Regions from separate parts of the Mus musculus genome. Here region 1 is linked to region 2. A link is a contact called in public Hi-C data. All regions are on one chromosome and are shown on one strand. Each heading gives the region's core, a stretch centred on a gene start, on an enhancer-like site or on the middle of the called end of the contact. The rest is flanking DNA. Distances are from core to core; before and after follow the strand shown.

Region 1 (5,673 bases), core at 743-3,242, 37 kb before region 2:
GAGAGAGAGAGAGAGAAGAAATAGAAATCTGTTTAAAAAATTTAAACAGGAAAATTTGACATTGAGTCTTAGCAGATTATAATCCAAATTACTCAAATGAAACAAATAAGACCTATACATCAAACTTATAGTTTAAGGTTATGTTGACAGCTAATATTTCTATGAAATTATACCCTAATACAAAGATAAAATTTAAAGGGAAAATTAAGGTTGAACAATATAGAATTACAGAGAGTATTAAGGTCGAACATACAGTTCATGTGAAGTTCACTTTATCCAGGCCTCTTCTGTTTGACTCTAGGCAGTCCACTTGCCAAAAGAAAACCAGATATGGGTTTGGGATGTCTTGCTGGGAGGGTTTCTTGGGTCAAAGGGTCAGTGATGATTTTAGTTTCTTGCCGAGCGTCTCTGTGTGTGTGTGTAATTTCAGAGAAAAAAAAAAAACCCTAAAGCTCATTTGAGTCAGAAAAGAATGGTTTTGACAGATTTCTCTGCCATTTGAGGACCAGTCAAAGGAAAAACATTTTGAGGGCATGTCTCAAAATAACTAGCAGAAGGTTCTGTTGGTTATTTGTTAACCTGCTTCTACTATGTTGGTTATTTGTTAACCTGCTTCTACTATTTCAAGTCTTACAATATCTGTAAGGAGCAAGATTAATTTCATGTCAGTCCTCAGGGTCCATCTTTCCCAGTCTACAGTTGAAGGAGAGTTGATCTGAGTATATAAATCTATGTATGTAAGCTGTGGAGTAGGCAGACCTGGATTTCAATCCTAATGTCACTATTGGCTTTGGCAAAAAGAAAATTCTGAATAACATTTTCCCAATTTTCTAAAGCGGTGATTCATTTTAAGGGTTAGAGATGGTGTAAAGTAAAATTTGTAGCTCCTGGCAGAGATTGTCAATTAACAATCCTAGTTTTCTATACCATCTATCAAAACCAGCTATTTCGAACACTGGACATGCTCAAGTGGATGTCAGTCTGTTGGGAATGTTGGATGGAGGAAGATTCTGGATGAAGGCAGTAGACCGAACTTAATCATAAAACCCATCACTGCCCCCTTTTAGTCTCCATCTTGGCCTGCTAATTCACGGTCTCTTGAATGAGCTTTTGCTTGCCTCGCAAAGCAGGTAGGCCCAGCTATTTAAGCCAAGTTTTGTTTAATAGTCTGCCTTGGCTTCTTTGGAAGTCAATTGCCTTGGAAGTTAGAAGGGCCAGGGTGTCTGGGGGCGTAGCTGTGACAACGGAGGTATTGTAGAAGGTAAGAAAATGCCAGGTTCAGAAGAGAAGACTGGCAGATCCTTATTTTGTGGCTTCAGTGATCGAGCCAAGGAGCACTGAGCAGTGGTGAGTAGTTATTACTGGACTAAAGAGTCTCCCATACTTGAAACTACACCAGACTCTTGGCAGGAGCTCCTATGAAAAATGGGATCCAGGACGCCTGGTGAGACAGGTCTGGGCTTGCTGGCTATATCCAGGGACTGGAGTATTGTAGTCTCTCTAAACCAGTGAAGCCCTTGGGTACCACTTGCATACTGCTTTGGTTGAAGAGAGATGGTACAGGAGCAGACCAATGGACACAGGTCACAGGTCAGAGGCTGGGGAATACCTCTTCTTGGTAGTTGAGTAGGGCAGTAACTCCCAGATTAACACTAGTCATCAGTTGTGTGGCAGGATCTGGCCGCGGTCACCTGAGCGCTCTTTCCGCCTGCGGCATCCCCCCCCCCCCCCCCCCCGGCTGTGCTCTGCAGACCTAGGTCATTTCACTTGAGGAATTGTAGACACCACTCTGAGGCTGGGATCCCGGGTCTCCCCTGCGGGGTGCCGTGCTCGCCTTGTGGGATGAAGCCCTTGAGATTCTATCCAGAGCCCTAGGGTCTACTAGAGACTCAACTGTCCTCAAGATCTTGCAAACGGAGCCCTCTCCCGGCCGCGCGGGGCAACGCGCGTTCCCGGCTCGCTGCTGGGCATGCGCGGCGCGCGCTGGCTGTGTCCGGGAGCGAGCGGCGCGCACACACGGCCCGGGCGGCGGGCGAAGCGGGCTCCCGGGGCGCTGGGCGCAGGGCGCAGGGCGCAGGGCGCGGGGCAAGCCCCAGCGGCGTGTCTGCAGCGGGGCGCGGCGGGCGCTCCAGCTCCGGGATCTTTCTCCCTCCGTCACCTCCCTCGCGTCTAGGGAGGTCGTGGCACTCCCTGAGGAGCGCGGCTGCTCGGAGGGCGGATCCTAGGTAAGAGCCCCCCGAACATCAGTGCGGCTCCCCGGGTGGGATTCCCGCGGCATGGGCTCCCTCTCGCTTTCCCATAAGGGTCTTTGTGAGCCGTCACCGGAGTGGTGCCAGGCTCAGCGGCCGCTGCGGTTCACTTGGACCCTTTGCAACTGGTGTGTCGGCGGCCAGGTGTGCGCGGCGCTGCCGCCCTAGCGCGTCCCCGCGCCCGCTCCGCGCACCCCGAAGCCAGGAGACCCGATCCCCCCGCGGCCTCCTCCGCCCGGGTGGTCGCCGAGGTCCCCCGAGAGACCCCGCGCTCCCCTGGGCTGCGCGGGCGTACCTGAGTTCCGCACACCTGGACTCCCACCCCGCCCTAACGTCTTAGATGCAGGGCTTTCGGAGCGCCTCTCACCCAGCTCAAGTGGGGACCCCTTAGGAAACCTGTTTGAGATGTGGACCCGCCCTGGTATACACCCTCCAGTTGAGGTAGCTCGCTGTGTTTGAATAGTTGTGAATTCTGGATCACTTTCCAACACCATTTTACTTTTAGGAAGATGGCCTCTCTATGGCTGTCAGTAGTGCTTCGGAGGGCTCCACACCCACCGAGAGAGACAGTGAAGGCGCCCCGGGGTCTCATCCCTTCCTTCCTTTCAATGACTACAATACACATGCAAAAATCTTTGCCCGGTTCTCTGAGCCATGTTGTTCAAATCCTCCTCCTGTAGCCCCCAAGTGCTGTTGGCATCTCGCCGGGGCAGGACGCCCTAGGGTTTGGGCTTAAAATCCATAGACATTTGGAGCAGCGAGGCATTAGAAGAGGAGGTCTTCCTGAGCCAGTGTTTCAGCGAATGCATGGCTGCTTTTCTTCTAAAGGTTTCCCTTCTTGCCTCAGACAGTAAGAGAAAGAGACGAAAAAGCGAATAAGATAGTTCAGATCCAACTTGGTTCAGACACGTGTGGGTACTTTGAAGTTTTATTTGGTTTTGCCACTTTGGGGAGGAGGTGGAATTACGATTCCTGGAAGACTTTTTTTATGTTTAAAAAAAATCGTCAAAGTGTCTGTGTTGCGGGCTGTTTCTAATTTCTCGCTCTTGAAAGGATGCCATTCTAAGGCTCCCTGGGTTTTGGAACGGCTGCGCTCATTGTGTAGAATTGTAGATCTTGGGACAGTGAGTCTATTGAAATGAAAGCCAATGACATCTCGCCTCACCTAGTAAAGATTTCCTTCTTGTTTTGTTTTTAAATTGGGGATTGGAGGGTTTGGGGCACGCTGCTGTAGTTCTTAGTTTGCTGGGGTGGGAAATCTGTGAGTGATGAGCTCGCACCACCTGAAAGTTAAGCTTCTCTGTAGACTCATCACATAGCCGGCTGGGTACAGTGAGCCACAAGCTAGTAAGCTTGTGTGTGTAGAAAGCCCTTCCCGCACCATAGGAGACTAAGACTTTGTAAAATTCCGCAAGTCATTCACTTCCTTCATAGCAGGAAAAGAGAGAGAGAGAGAGAGAGAGAGAGAGAGAGAGAGAGGAGAAGAAAGTATCTTTTAAATCCTACTATTCTGAGCCAAGTGTTGCTCTCTGAATTGGGACGTCTACTTTGTAACTTTCACTTTCCAGTGTCATTGAGTATCATTATAATTGGCAAATGATTGTTTTAATCCCCTAACAGGAAACTGGTGTTTAATTTTGAACACTTTGCTTATTTGTGGTCAGAGGCAAAGAGTTCATTTTGTGTGCTCATCCAGCGTTACCCGGATTCAGTGTACACTGGTTCCTTCAACCTTGGCTTCTTTGTAGCCCTGTGACACAGGCTCTGCTCTCTGTTTAAGCATCTTTTCGTTTAGTCCTCTTTCTTCTTCTGAATCTCCTCTTCAGTCACCTGCTTTTATCTTAAAACATAAGTTCGTCTGAGCTAGGTTTGAATAAGAAACTATTAACCCCAGATTCAAACCTCTTTAGTTCCTTAAGTCTTATTGGATGAGTTTTAGCACTAGCTTTGTGTACATTTTCAGTTGGCTTTTCCAAGTTGTACTAGATACATTTGGCCGCTTTGTCTCAGTGCAAAACAACCAGAGGATAGCTTATAAACTTTCAGACATCTGCAGGGGTATCAGAGAGGAAGGGATGGAACTGTAGCCAAAGTGCTATACAGTACATCTCTCCTGGGAATTGCCCCACCAAAGTGTTTGCAGCTGCGGGGAACTGGACTTATTTTTCTTAAGAAACATTGTAGTGGAGTCCTTGCAAACAGTGTGAACTGAGTATTTATAAGAATGTGGGGGTTCTTTAGGTCCACACTGTAGCATCTGCAGTCATTCTCACATACACATCCTAAGTGGGGTCTTAAAAGAGACCATAAGGCCTGGAGAGGTGAATAAAGTGCTTGCCAGTCTAGGATGAGTTCAGAACCTGCGTACCCCAAAAAAAAAGCTGGCGTGCTTCTGCAGACCCAGTGCCGGGGTACAGAGGGTGAATACTAGGGACTTGCTAGCTAGCCAGTCTACCTCAAATGGCAAGCTCCAAAGTCAGCTGTGTACACACACATGCACACACACACACATACACACATGCACACACACACACACACACACACACACACACACATACATGCACACACACTAAATGAATATTGAAAGCAGTCTGTAAGCTATTTATGTGGTTGGTAAATAGTTCAGCAATGGTCGGAGAACTTTGTAGCAACGTCTACTAACATGTTACTATTGACTGCAGTTCAAGGGTCTTATTGGTGAAGTATTGTTAGCCATAGCTCACATTTTGAATATATGTCTTTTCCCCTTTGTTTTTTGGTGATTGAACCCAAGGTCTCAGCACATAGCTCTACCACTGAGCCACACCCCAGGCTTCCTTAGCTTTAATCTAATGCCTGTTTTCTATCTCAGGACCATTAAGTCAGAACACTGGTTACATTTAACGGTTGCAGTTTCTTCTGCTCCAGTTGGCTCTGATCCTTACTTCCTCAGCTTTTCTTTTCTCCTTTCCTTTCCTTTCCTTTCCTTTCCTTTCCTTTCCTTTCCTTTCCTTTCCTTTCCTTTCCTTTCCTTTCCTTTCCTTTCCTTTCCTTTCCTTTCCGTTCCGTTCCGTTCCGTTCCGTTCCTTTCCTTTCCTTTCCTTTTCTTCCCTTCCCCTTCCCCTTCCCCTCCCCCTTCCCCCTTCCCCCTTCCCCCTTCCCCCTTCCCCCTTCCCCCTTTCCCCTTCCTATCTTTTCTTGACAGCTTTGGCCATTTTGAGGAGTCCTGGTCATATATGCTTTCCCCTTTTGAATTTGCCTTTTGTTTGTCCCAAGGTTAGGCAGCAATTAATCAGACCCTTGATCCCTGCATTAGGAAAGCTCAGGCAGAAAGATGGCGGGTTCGAGGCCAACCTGGCTACATGCTGAGGCCCTGTCAGGGTTACTGGTGCTGTGATAAAACACCATGGCCAAAAGCAAGCGGAGGAGAAAAGGGTTTATTTGT
Region 2 (5,426 bases), core at 1,702-4,201:
TGTGGTTGCTGTTATATGATTGCGAAGATGCATGATTAAGTAGGACTTTTGAATTTTGTCTGCCGATAAGAACCATAGATCTCTGATAAAGGGAGAAGGCACCACTTTGTCTCATTTGGATTTCACACTGGGCACATTTACTTAGACTCTTTAAAATCCCAAATTCTATTTAAAGTTCTTGCTGCGATATATAATTTAAGACAAACGAGAAGGAAAATTCCTATGCACATTGCTTGTGTATAGCCCTTTGACAGCTTTTCAGGGCTCAGGACTTTTAATTCTCTTATGAGGTCTGTGGCTTCCCTGATAGCTGCTCTTGACAGAGTATTTAGGAGTATTTCTTCCAAGTGACTTTTATCACAGGACAGATCTCAGGAGAGAGTGGATGGATCAGTTAACAAGTTCATAGAACAAATCAGTGAAGCATCCTGCTAAGTCGTGCTCTCTCGTTATCCAGAGAATTGTGGCCAGGGAACTGGGAATCCCAGGATAAATGAGCCCTGGCCAGTGGAAAGTTAGTAGGGTCAGAGAAAGATGGTGACTTGCTCAGCTCTGGGAGGGCGAGCTACACAGCAGTGGATCCGCTTCGTCTGGAATTCATCTTTCAGTGTCCGCAGAGACTACTTCAGTTTGCATTTCCCTCGAAGTCACTGAAGTCCGTGAAGGTCAAGTGTGTTCTCTAAAACGCTGTGAGGTTTTCTTGTAGCCGGCACATACACCTTAGTATCCTCTAGGTCATCTCCAATTACTTATCCTACCTCACAGTGTCAATGTTGTGTAAGCAGCTGATAGGCTGCCTTGGCGGAGGAATAAGGACCAGAAACATTAGTCAGGATGTTGTTTGCAACAATGTACTTTTCAATGTCGTTTGGATCTGTGGGGGGTGGCTGCATCTGAGAAATGGAGCGACAGGCTGGGGGATCATGGGAGAAGACCTGACTGCTGCTCAGCAATGAAGGAAAGGAAAGGACGGAGCCCAAGGCTGTGACATTGGGAATGAACTGTGGCGTTGGGTACGCAGGAGAGACTGGTTTAAGCACTTTTGGAGCAGAGAATTTAAGAGAAGCTACCACAGCTGTTCAGGTGCCTTCGACATGACAAGTCTTAAATGTCAACAAGGAATGCCTGAATTCCTAAAAACTAGAAAACAATGCATTGACTGAAAGTCCCAGAGGGTCCCCTGTGAGGGCCTCCCTCTCACACACGCCCCTGTAAGCTGCAATTTGCTACAGGGTTTCTTTCGCCTGGCAGCTAGCCACTGGGATCAGGCTGAGCTGACCTCCACAGGCTGATGGACTGTTTTGAGAGCCAGCCAGTGGTGATGGAATGGAGCTGCATCCCCAAGGGCCTAAGGTGCCAGAAGAGGGCAACATCCCTTAGTACTTATAGAGCTTAGCCATCTTGGAACTCTGACTTAACACTGAAAATGGAAAACACTAATACTGATGCATTTTGTTTGATGACGGTTTCTCTCTCTCTCTCTCTCTCTCTCTCTCTCTCTCTCTCTCTCTCTCTCTCTCTCTCCCTCCCTCCCTCCCTCCCTCCCTCCCTCCCTCCCTCCCTTCCTTCCTTCCTTCCTCCTTCCCTCTCTGCCTCCCTCCTTTCCTTCTTTTCTTCCTTACCCCGTCCTCTCTTTCTCCCTCCCTTTATTTATTTTAAAACAAGTTATTATATAGCACAGGCTAGTCTCAGACTTACTGTATAGCCGAGGATAGCTTTGAATTCCCGACTTTCCTCTCTCCCCCTCCCAGGTGTTGAAATTTTAGGCATATGCCTTGGCCTGGCCAACTAATTTCATTTGAAAAATATTTCTCTTTATGTTATGTTTGTGAGTATTTACCTGTATATCTGGGTGTGTAGCACAAGCATGCAATGCCTGTGGAGGCCAGGAGAAGGTATAGGATCCCCTGGGATTGGAGTTAGAGATGGTTGTAAATTGTTACATGGGTGGTGGGAACTGAACCTGGGTCCTCTGGAAGAGCAGGCAAGTGCTTTCAATGGTTGAGTCATCTCTTTAGCCTTCTTTCTATCTATCTATCTATCTATCTATCTATCTATCTATCTATCTATCTATCTATCTATCTCTCATCTGTGTGTCTGTCTGTCTGGCATTTATTTGTGTGTGTGTGTGTGTGTGTGTGTGTTTGTGTGTGTGTGTACAGATAGTGTGGTGTGCATGCAGAGGTCAGAGGACAACTCCATGGAGTTGGTTTTTTTCTCACAGCATTATATGAATCCTGGGGACTGAACTCCAGTCTTCAGGCTTGTTCAGCAAGCACGTTTACCCACTGAGCTATCTCACCAGTTCTTTTTTAGCTATGTCTTGTAGTCGGCTTGCTTGGGATGCATGGTGTAGGTGTTCAGGGAGGGAAGTAAGTACCAGTCGTGGGAAAAGTTATTAGTTGTTTTTGTTGGTGGTAACAAATGTGATCACTGTTGTTTTCTGACATTTTCTAAAGATGTGTGCTGCTTCTAATTCCTCTATGACTAGTTAGCCTGTCTAGCCTTTGCTCAGCTCAGCTACTGAGCAGAGCAGGAGGCAGGAGCATTATTCTGTGACTTACTGTCCTTGAGCCCCTTTCAGGGTTACAATGCTGTAGGGTGGGGGCTTCAGGATTTCTATTCTTGTTCTTCACTCTGCTGCCAAGTTCAGAGTCCTGTCAGTTCCACCTTGCCCTTCATCTGCCTCCTGCTTGGGTTTGGGAGTTTACAGAATATAAATCGTTAAAACCCTTTCCCCCCAAATAGGACAAGTGTCTTAATTGAGGTCAGGCTAACACCTAGAGTGACAGAATCTTCCCCCAGTGCCCCGTTGGCACACAGAGAGAACTCACACAGCCAAAGAATGGTGTGAAACTGTGTCCCCAAAGTGTGTCCACTGGGATAAGGCATATGCCCAGTTGGACGCCCAGGGCAGCAGCTCTCTTGCCAACTTCTGGTGTTCTGTTTGGTCTCAGGCCAGATGGCAACATAGCAGCAGGTGGACCATCAACCCAGGCCTTTCTTCTGCCTCCTCAGGGCTAGGATAAAATGCCCAGCTGTCTCTTCCCTTGTAGGAGTGAGCCTGTGCAATCACTAATTGCCCTTACTGTTACTTAATATTTACATAGCTTTGTTGACATTTGTAACTGTAGTACCACTGATATGGATGTATTTGGATTATAAAGGCTTTGAGTTGCTTGGTTAGAGTAAGTGGAACCCATTTACCAGCAAGTCGGCAAGATGAAAGGGCTTCCTGAGTGGGCATGGAGGAGGTGGACAGACCTGTATTAGACTGAACCAGTAGACTGTGATGGTTAGACACACCCTTACTGAGCCTGTATGAATTAAATAGTCTCTGGACCTGTTATCATGCACCTGTTTCCTGACAGTCATGAGACAGGAGCACACAAAAGGCGCTCCCTTGAGTCTAAATGTATCCCCCAAATCTCATAATTCTTAGATGTTTTTGCTTGGATTATATTATTATTACACTGGATTACACTAACGGTATCTATAGCTGGAATACATTGACTTCTGGTCTCACTGTAGTCAGGGACACACGGAAAGTCATCAAGAAGAAATCCTGCCAAAAGAGCCAAGAATGTTAGTGACACAGGGTTCCTTCATGTAGGTCTTGCATCCCCAAGCAGTAGCTTGGGTTTCTGCGATTTGATATAAGTACCATAAGGCTAAGTGCTCTCAGTAAATGGTGGTGTATCCTGCACATCCCCTTTGTCCCATAATGCAGCCCAAATGACACAGCTTCTGTTGCTGTGCCCTTAGGAAGGTGTTGGCTTTTGCCGTCCCTTCCCGTGGGGTCTTATGAAGAAAGGAGATCCAAATTCTAAAGTATTTAAAGCCACCAGGTGCCAACAAATTCAAAAAACAAAAGTGGGAGAGAGGGCCAAACATTAAGGTTTTGGTAAATGGTTATAATTAGCTAATTATCTCTTCTTCTGCATTAATGTCATTATTAACATCACCACTGCTAAGACCATAATCGCTTGGGTCATCACACTTCTTGTAGCCATGCCTGTGAGCTCCTGACTGTGAGGAGGAAATCACACCTCACTGCTGGGATGCAGGGTTTTCTTCTCTTAGAGAATCTGAAACCTCAGCAATGCTCCTGGCTCCACAGCCGTAAATTGCTTTTCTTTTACTACTGGGAGTATTTAGTTCTTGTTCAAAGTGTCAGACCAGGTTATGGGTCCCACTCCACCTGTGGGGGAATTTTAAATGCCCAATTAAGAGTTTCTTTTCTTTTTTTTTTTTAAGTATGTGTATGCCTGTTTTTTTGTTGTTTTGTTTTTTCTGTGTGTTGATCTGTGTACCATGTACATGTGCATGCAATTTCTGAAGAGGCCAGAACAGGGTTATAACTTCCTGGGCCTGGAGTTGTAAGGTGCCACGTGGGTGCTGGGAATAGAATCTGGGTCCTCTGCAAGACCAACCAGCTCTTGATCCTAATTACTCTTAATTACAGCAAGTTCTTAACTACTGAGCCATTTTGCTCCAGGAGCTTCTGTCTAGATAGTTACAGTGGCTGTTGCTGATTGGTTATTGGCCTCCTGTCTGGATCTGGTTCCTGGGTCTCTGTCTTGTTTACTTGATGGAATTCTGAACTGTACTGTAGACCTAGGCAGGTCACGAATTCTGTCTGTTGACTCTTGGTCTTGGCTTAGAAACCTGCCCAGACTCCCTTAGTTCCTTTTGATTTCCTAGGCTTCGCTACCCACTGCCTCCTTCCCCACCAGACACTTCAGATGGAAGCCCTTGAGCCTCAGTTTCTCCAACAGCCATCTTGTCAGTTAGCATCTGCATATTATCTGAACTGGTATTTAAGTGGAATTTTATGGAGTAACACTGAGGAGGGAGAAGGAAAAAACAAAGCATAAGAGAGATTGGTGTGTGTGAGGTTAATCTTCATTGTCAACTTGATGGGATGCACAATCACCATGGAAACACTCCTGGCTATGTCTATGGAGGTGTTTTCAGAATTTTATCTGATCAGAGAAGACTTCTTAGTCTAGGCTGGGGTCCTAGACTGAATAAAGAAGAGAAGATCAAGCTAAGCACCAGCATTCTTCTCCCTTTGCTTCCTGGCTATGGGTGCAGGGTGTCCCGCTGCCTCCTGCTCTCCCTGCCTTGACTTCCGGCAGTGGTAGACTGTGTCACTTTGAACTGTAAGCTGGAAAGAAATCTTTACATCCTAAGTTGCTTCTTGCGAAGTCTTTGTTCATACAAACACACACACACACACACAGACACACACACACACACACATACACACACACACACACAGTATAAAAAGTGGCTGGATTCATGAGACATGTTGTCTCACTTGGACTATGGCTCTGTAACTAGTATCTGAAGATGTGTCTGCATTTAGATAATGTGGGTACATACTTGCTGCATGAGAATGAGGAGGGAGCCTGCACTAATGG

Evidence for each region. Hi-C and Micro-C count contacts between places; a contact is called where the count stands out from the background.
Region 1: a Hi-C map of cerebellum shows a contact between it and region 2, with 1.8 times the contacts expected there. The contact joins the promoter of Eps8 here to the enhancer-like site in region 2. A contact is called at or near these places in 1 of 39 promoter capture datasets (the HPC-7 cell line), 1 of 15 datasets of contacts at CTCF or cohesin (the NIH/3T3 cell line), 12 of 484 Hi-C or Micro-C datasets (Sertoli cells, Th1 cells, bone marrow-derived macrophages and 7 more), 6 of 115 datasets of contacts at active chromatin or transcription factors (embryonic fibroblasts, embryonic stem cells, forebrain and 1 more) and 3 of 9 other capture datasets (adipose tissue, liver and pancreatic islet).

What each region holds. Positions count from the first base shown.
Region 1 is chr6:137,645,604-137,651,276 of GRCm38.p6, reverse strand. Eps8 (epidermal growth factor receptor pathway substrate 8) reads left to right here and starts at 1,992. Exons shown (of 22, transcript NM_007945.3): 1 at 1,992-2,225.
Region 2 is chr6:137,609,951-137,615,376 of GRCm38.p6, reverse strand. The region is part of intron 1 of Eps8 (epidermal growth factor receptor pathway substrate 8); the gene reads left to right. Among named protein-coding and RNA genes, the nearest start is that of Eps8, 37 kb to the left of the region's middle. Within about 2 kb of position 2,951, at least 19 of the 459 cell types and tissues checked have an H3K27ac peak or open chromatin away from gene starts, as enhancers often do. A contact at or near this core is called in cerebellar granule neurons, cerebellum and heart atrium, where this site is marked.